Linked DNA regions of Gossypium hirsutum: region 1 is linked to region 2. A link is a contact called in public Hi-C data. All regions are on one chromosome and are shown on one strand. Each heading gives the region's core, a stretch centred on a gene start, on an enhancer-like site or on the middle of the called end of the contact. The rest is flanking DNA. Distances are from core to core; before and after follow the strand shown.

The links. A called contact is a pair of places that touch in the nucleus more often than the background predicts.
Region 1: a Hi-C map of leaf shows a contact between it and region 2, with 3 times the contacts expected there. The contact joins the promoter of LOC107892204 here to the promoter of LOC107892738 in region 2. A contact is called at or near these places in 13 of 34 Hi-C or Micro-C datasets (callus, hypocotyl, leaf and 2 more).

Annotation. Positions count from the first base shown.
Region 1 is chrD09:11,132,184-11,135,763 of Gossypium_hirsutum_v2.1, reverse strand. It overlaps LOC107892204, which reads right to left and starts at 1,714. Exons shown (of 19, transcript XM_041101787.1): 1 at 1,623-1,714; 2 at 993-1,332; 3 at 612-857; 4 at 146-336; 5 at 1-65. The coding sequence starts at 1,319.
Region 2 is chrD09:10,832,973-10,836,992 of Gossypium_hirsutum_v2.1, reverse strand. LOC107892738 reads left to right here and starts at 2,544. Exons shown (of 2, transcript XM_016817791.1): 1 at 2,544-2,636; 2 at 2,703-2,915. The coding sequence starts at 2,544. The coding sequence ends at 2,915.

The DNA of each region.
Region 1 (3,580 bases), core at 465-2,964, 300 kb before region 2:
TCCATTCTTGGTTTATGCTTTCATAATAGTGACCCAGGGACGGCTGCAATGCCACAGGAGGAGATCTGGATAGAAATAGCAGATTCTTAAAGGGGAGAAATAGAATTTTAAAGAAAAGATAGACGAGAATTCTCAAAGAGCTCACTGGTGGGGACTTGAAAGAGTGAGAATAGTTTCAACAGTTGATTTCCTTAGATGGGGGTGGACCGTAGCAGCTCTAGCAACGAAACCACCCATAGAGTGACCAATCAATATAACACTTTTTGGCAAACTACCAGTGATTGCAGCACCCTCTCTTTCCCGGGCATCATGCGATTCTTTATATTGATCCAAAATCTGCAATAATAAGTTGGGTAATTATGAGCCTTCAAAGACAAAATGAGGCCTGATATGACATTGTCAAACAAACAAACAAGGTAATCTATGATTTAGTTGATTTAACCTTTTAAACTCTTTATCTCTTTGCAGTACTTTAAACATATGAAGTGAAAAGTGTGACCTCAAAACAAAGAACCATGCATAAAACATTCAAAATTCCATGTCAAACGGTTCAAAAAAAACTATCGCCAATTTCTCATTGTAAACTAAAATTCGAAGGAAAAAAATGATACCCTGTGAATAGCATATACAACATATTCAGTGTGCTCTTCAAGTATCCGACCATCCATTGCAGAATGTTCCCCCTCAAGATCCACAGAAAACCAATCTAGCCTGTTAGCATATTGGTTTGGCAATTGAAAGTCATTCACATCCGCATTCCCTCCCTCCTCAGAAGTTAGATAAGCTTCTCTATAGAATGTATGTTCAAGTGCACCTCCTTGATAAGCTCTCTCAGATTCAGCTGCCAAGGAACGAACCTATAAGAAGGGTGAAAACTTGTAAACACCCTTTAGAAGCAACTCCATAGATTGAATAACATACTTGTGAGTTATTGACTATCTACAATGAAGCACTACCAATACTAACAACAATGGCAAAAAGGAGGACCTTGCCTGTTTGTAGCTACCGCCATTTCCTGGAATAAAGAGAACCGGAACTCCTTTGAGATTCTTCAAGTGTTCCTTAAAGTCAATGTTTCTCCAACCTTCGTGATACAAATACAAACCATATTTTGCGGACAAGACGCCCTCCGCAGTGGAAATGGGGATATAAGTTGGATACATATATGTCATGACACAACCATTTGATATAGGCTTCAATAAACCATACAAAGTAACTACAACAACCCATAGCAGCGCAATTATAAGCACCACTGCTCTTAAACTAGGCCTAAACCCTTGCATTCTCGAATCATTACTTTTCCTTCTCTCGCTTTCCATAATTGAACATTCACTACACATAAAAAAGATAGATAAATATTCAAAAATAAAGAAGGAAAAAGAAACAAAATCATCTTAGGAATGCAACATTTGAATAAACAAACGAATTTTTAAAACTACAGGCAATTAGAAAAAAAAATCTATTTAGCTTAATTATTAGCAGATCTACTCCAGAAAGCATAATTAGAGACGAAATAAAGAATAATAACAAATTTCATTTGAAAAGCTTAAGAGCAAAATGAAGGTTTTTCAGTTTATCTGATTTGAAGATAAAAAAAAAGGATGGAATTGTGAAGGTGAAACCTGGTCGGAGATGAAAATCCAAAGCATCGCGAGGTAGGAGAGAGAGAGCATTAGCGCATTTGCTTTCTGTTGGAAGGAGACGAACCGAAAATGGAAGGGATTGTTTCTAAATAACTGAATTTTAGGATCTGGCGGTTTTTCTGGTGGGTCGGATCCCCAATTTTAATATGGGCCGGTTTGAATGTTTGGACCTCAACACCGGTTCAGTGGCCTTGGATCGCGGAATCTTTACTTTCTCGATGACATTTGGGTTAATTCCACAAAAAGTCCTTAAACTATGCACCGAATTCTAGATTGGTCACTAAGTACGTTCCAATTTAATCCCCAAACTAAAGCAACATTCTAATCAAGTTTTCCTATTAGTCTAGCTTCCAGTTTCAATCTAATGCGGTTCATTTCTTAAACACATATGCATCAGATACACGCTGATATTTAACAACAAAACTAACAAAAGGATCTAACTAAAACAATATTTTAATTTAAGGATTCAATTGGAACGTATCAAAATTTAAGAAACAATTTGAAATTTATCCCACAATTGAGAGACATTTGATGCAATTAATCCATAAAATTTTATAAAATATAGTGACAAGTATATTTATCCCTACACTTTTAACTTAATATTGAATTTATTTTTGTGATTTACTTTTATTTAATTGAATTTAGTAATAATCTTTTATTGAATTTTGCAGTTAACAACAATTAATTAATTTAGTATTGAAATTTTAAATCTAATAAAAATGTTTATTTTATAAAAAGTTAAAAGCTTTGCTTTTCTTTATATCTTTCTATTTTTCATCTATAACATATATAAAAGTACGAGTTTAGAAAAAAAAACTTTTGAACTGATGAGAATATTTTTTATTTTTCATCATATTATTTCAATGACATTTAAAAATAATTATGATATTTAATTTAGAATTATTAGTTAAAAAAGTTGTATTAATTTTAAAATAGAGTTATTAATTGAATAGAAATTTAAACATAAAATATAGGAAAATTTGTGATAATTATAATTATAACTAAATTACAATAATTAGTTAAATTTTTTACATAAAAATAGTTGTGCTAAATTTATTTTAAAAAAATCGTGTTAATTTTATTGATGTGAAATAAAGTTATTGCTTGAATAGAATTCTACGTATCTTAATTATCACGTAACTATTGTTAGAGTTATATATCAATTAAAATTTGAGTTTAGTTTTATAAATAACATCTCGTAGTTAGACATATTTGATCAAATAGTGTCCAAGAAAAAATACTGTTAAAAAAATGGAATTTGTTAACATTAATAAGTTAAAATTATATAAAATATAATGGAGTTTTAAAGCGATGGTTCTTCGAAAAGATAATATCAAATCATATTTGAATAATAATAACACTAGAAAGATAGAGAAGATATTTTAATTGATGATGAGATGATATAACCTTATGATCTCTTTTTAAAATTTTTGTAAGTGGTTTATATTATAATTTGAAATAGCATATTGAGAAACAAATGGATATTATTTCATTATTAATTACAGTATATATTATTTTTCACTTGGCATTAATTACTGTTTTAATTGATTTTTTTAATATTATCAGTATAGTTATTAATATCAAATCAACTTTTTCAATGAGGAAAAACAAGAAAGCAAAAGACGGATTAAAAGAGAAATTATTATTGTAAATATTAGGTAATTAATATTTTTACTTTATTTATTTATATTTTTCAATTTGAGTTTTATATAATTTTTTAATATAAAATATTGCATGATAATTAATCTTTCACTTTATATGTTTTTTTTCTAATTTTATTTATACATATTGATTTAGAACATCCCATTTGTTGCTAGCCTTGTAAGGAGATTTTGTTGAGAATGAAAGACAATTTTAAGGAGGAGCAATTTCTTTAGAATGATTTTGATGAAAATATTATTTTTATTTTTATTAAATTAATTTATATAATAATAAAT
Region 2 (4,020 bases), core at 1,295-3,794:
GCTTGGACTCATCTATTTTTGCGGGGTCAGGCCGTCATCGAAGTCATCACACCGGATAGCAAGTTTTGGTACTTTCTTCTTAGTTGGCTTAGAAGAACATTTTGGCATGTATAAGCTATTACGTTGTGTTTGAATTTTGGCATGTAAACTTTAAGCCATGCGAAAATGGCACGAATGTTCGATTGAGTTGGATCAAGGGTAGGCATGAGATGGACCTAGTTACTTTCGTAACAGATGCTGGCAGCAGCAGTGTCATGAGATTGAAAAATCACTAAAAATAGTAGGATTGGAATTAATTGATGAATAAATTATGTAATCGAAGCTCGATGAGTCTGCTTTCATGAGGAAGTAACGAAAAGATCATATGGGCAGTATATTAAGAGATAATCAGATTATTGTGGGACAGGGCCAGAACCGTATCTGGATTCCCTGCTCCGACTTTGAAAATTCATTACAAATTAACCAGAGATAATTAGGGGTCGTACCATATATGTACAGATTCCTCTCTGAGTCTAGTTTTCATAGAAACAAACGGCATCAGTATTGAAGCCCCGTGCAGGGAGATATCCAAGTCGTAATGGGCAAAGGTCAGTGTAGTCGACCCCTGCAACTTGGGAGACTTTGACTAATAAACTGTACTAATTGGGCCAACCAAAAATTCTAGAAAAAAATACATAGATGGGCACATGAGTCTAGTTTCTGGGAAAAATTACGAAACTGATTTTCGAGTTACGAAACTCAAGATATGATTTTTAAAACGACTAGTACACAGATTGGGCAGTGTCTGGAAAATAAATTTTGTAAGGGGTTAAAGTCAGTTAACACCTCGTGTTCGACTCCGGTGTCGGTTTCGGGTTCGGGGTGTTACAGAATTAAATTCAAGCATTTTAGTTTCATACTTTTAATTTTTACACTCTTTGAAATTTTGTCTTCATTGCATCAATTTCACTATACTAAACCTTACAATCTTTCCAAATTAGTCCTTGCTAACATATAATTCAATAACCCTTATAAATTCACTTCAATATCACTTTCAATTTAACTTACTACCATATAAAACTTCATTTAGGTCCACTAAAAATTATTTCATAACCTTCTTTTAGCTTCACTTAACAGTTATCACTTTCATATTTATTTTCAATCACTTAGTCACTAAATTTTCACTTCTCATATAAGTATGATTACTTATGACATTCACATATTACCACCTATGTTTACACTTCTTCATACTTTAAAGTCACCTACTATACCTCATTTCACTAATTTCATCTTTTTTTAATTAATGCACTTGACACATATTACTTAGCTCTTTCATTATTTTATTAATTTGAATATCAATTTTCAAATCTTATACACTTTAATATTTATTCATGAAATTTACACTTATGGTCACTTAATATCACTTTACAATACTTTATCACTTATTTAATCTATATCTTTTAATCACGATTCAATATCACTTACTATACCCACTTTACTAAATTTATTTCATTACTAGTTAAATCACTTCTCACTTCATAATTTCCAACTCAAGAATACTTATTTACATCTTTCTCTAAAATTTCAAATATTATTCAATTTAGTCTCACTTTCTAACATGTCTTATACATATCATAATTATTTCCACTTTCACTTATCATGTCACATATATGTCAATTTACTCATTTTAAACTTAAAATATTTCTAAATATTATTCCTCTCCATCAATTTCACACTATTTAGTGTTTTTAATTTATTTTTCATTCTCTACACTTAATTTGCAACATTTTTCAATATAATTCTTTGAAAAATAAATAGAGTTAATATGAGTGCTTACCTTTCTTTTGCTAGATTTCATTTCCTTACTTCTTTTCTAATCCTTTCACACTTTTGTCACTTGCTCTCATTTATCTATAATATTTTCATCACTTCTTTTCTTTCTCACTTCATTGACATGTTAGAACATAAGCAATTTCTTTACTAGAAATCACTTTTTCATATCTCTACTTTAACTAAACATAAATTTCAGAAGAAAATATTTGATATCTTACATTTTCTCTTTAATCTCTTCTCTATCTTCTCAAATTTCTTCACTTCAAACTCCAATTTCTCACTTTCATAATGATAATTGAATCCTCTAGGATATCTACTTCACTTTTCCTTTTTGATGGACTTGGAAATTCTCAGAACTTTAATCCTTCTAAGTCTATGGTGTGTTTTAGCCTCAACACCCCAAGAAATCAAAGGCGGCACCTTAGTGATGCGTTGGGGATATGGTTGGTTGAGACGATGGGAAATTATCTTGGTCTTCTGCTTATCATTGGAAAAAAAAGACAGGGGCTTTTCAACACATTCTCGATCGGTTCTCTAATAGGATAAATGGTTGGTCAAAAAGGTTTTTATCCTATGGTGGTAAGGATATTTTTATTATAGATATATTACAATCCTTGTCTACTTATGCTCTTTCAGTTTTTCTTTCTCCTAGAGGTATGACTGATGAGATGCTTTCGAGGATGCGAAGTTATTAGTGGGCTAGCAAAGCCAAAGGACGCAAATGGGTGATGATGGCTTGGGACACATTGTGCAAGCCAAAGGGAGTGGGCGACCTCAGATTTAGAGACCTTAGGCTTTTCAGTATTATGCTTCTAGAGAGACAAGTTTGGTGCCTTATTAACCACAAAGATACCTTGTGCTTCCATGTCCTCTACTCTAAATATTTTTAGGATGGAGATGTGTTTCATCCTAAAACGGTCGATAAGCCTTCCTTCGCTTGGACGAGTATCTCAACTGCAGCTAAAGCCCTCAAAGCAGGATTCGATTGGGAAATTAGGAACGGCAGAAGAGTGACAGTTTGGTTGAAAATGTGGGGTTTTGAAGGTCTTGATGGTAATACTTTAAGTGATCCTAGTGTTGACATTCAGGAAAGGGTGGTGTAAGACTTATGGAAACCTAATCACCTTGTTTGGGATGGTATTTGGGTCTGCGAGCTTTTTGGTGAAATGGTGGGGGAGTAGATTTGTGAGCTTCCCATCATCCCCAATAGGCCGATAGATAGAGTTATTTGGTTCCATAATAAAAATGGAAGTTACACAATGAAATCGGCCTATTCGTGGCTTATCTTCAAGAAGGTTGGCTTTGGTCCACATCGACTCTTTTGGAAGATCATTTGGAAGCTTCAGATACTTCCTAAAATTCTCTTCGTGTGGAGATTGAGCCATGATTTTCTCTTGAAGAATGTTCAAATCTCTTCAATTAAGCAAAGCTTTGGTAAGGGATGCTTGAAGTGCAGTGATGATGGAGATGAGACAGCCTTTCACGCTCTTAAGGAGTGCACGAAGGCCTACGCGATCCTTGCTCTCAGAGGGCTTAATGGTAGTCTTCTCAAAAGATTCATGAAAAATGCATTGATTGGTTGGAGGAGACTATGCATTTATTGGACAAAAATATATTCGAAGATTTGATTACGATTCTTTGGAATTTGTGGAATAGTCGTAACAATGTTATCTTCCGGGGTAAAAATGAGGATTCTAGGGCTATTTGGAAATGGGCAAATGTGCTTGGCGATGACTTTCGGATACACAACCTGACAAGCAAGGAAATTTTTCCCATGTCACCAAGGCCCCAAAAATGGGAGAAGCCCCCGATCGGATTACGGAGCTGTTTTGCTGTTTTGCTCATTTTATTTCGCTACTATTTTGCTCTCTGTTTTTCTCCCAAACTTTTAAAGGTCTCACCTTTTTCATTCTTGCAGTTATCATCTTCTTTTCCATTGCTCGACAAGCACCATCCACTTCCATTATTTCACACCCTCGTACATTCTTCAGCAAGGCAGCAGAAACTAAGTACCACCAAAACATTTCCAAACAGCCTCTGTGCTTAGAAAAGGGATTTCATTTTCAAGATAGGGATGGAGTATGCTAAAGCCATTTCATCCGTGGTGGAGAAACATGGATGGCAAGCTTTCTGTCTCCTTCCTGACGATGTTTTCCCTCAAGTGCTAAAGGAAATTTATGCTCATCTTAGTTCTCTTGAAAATGTGTT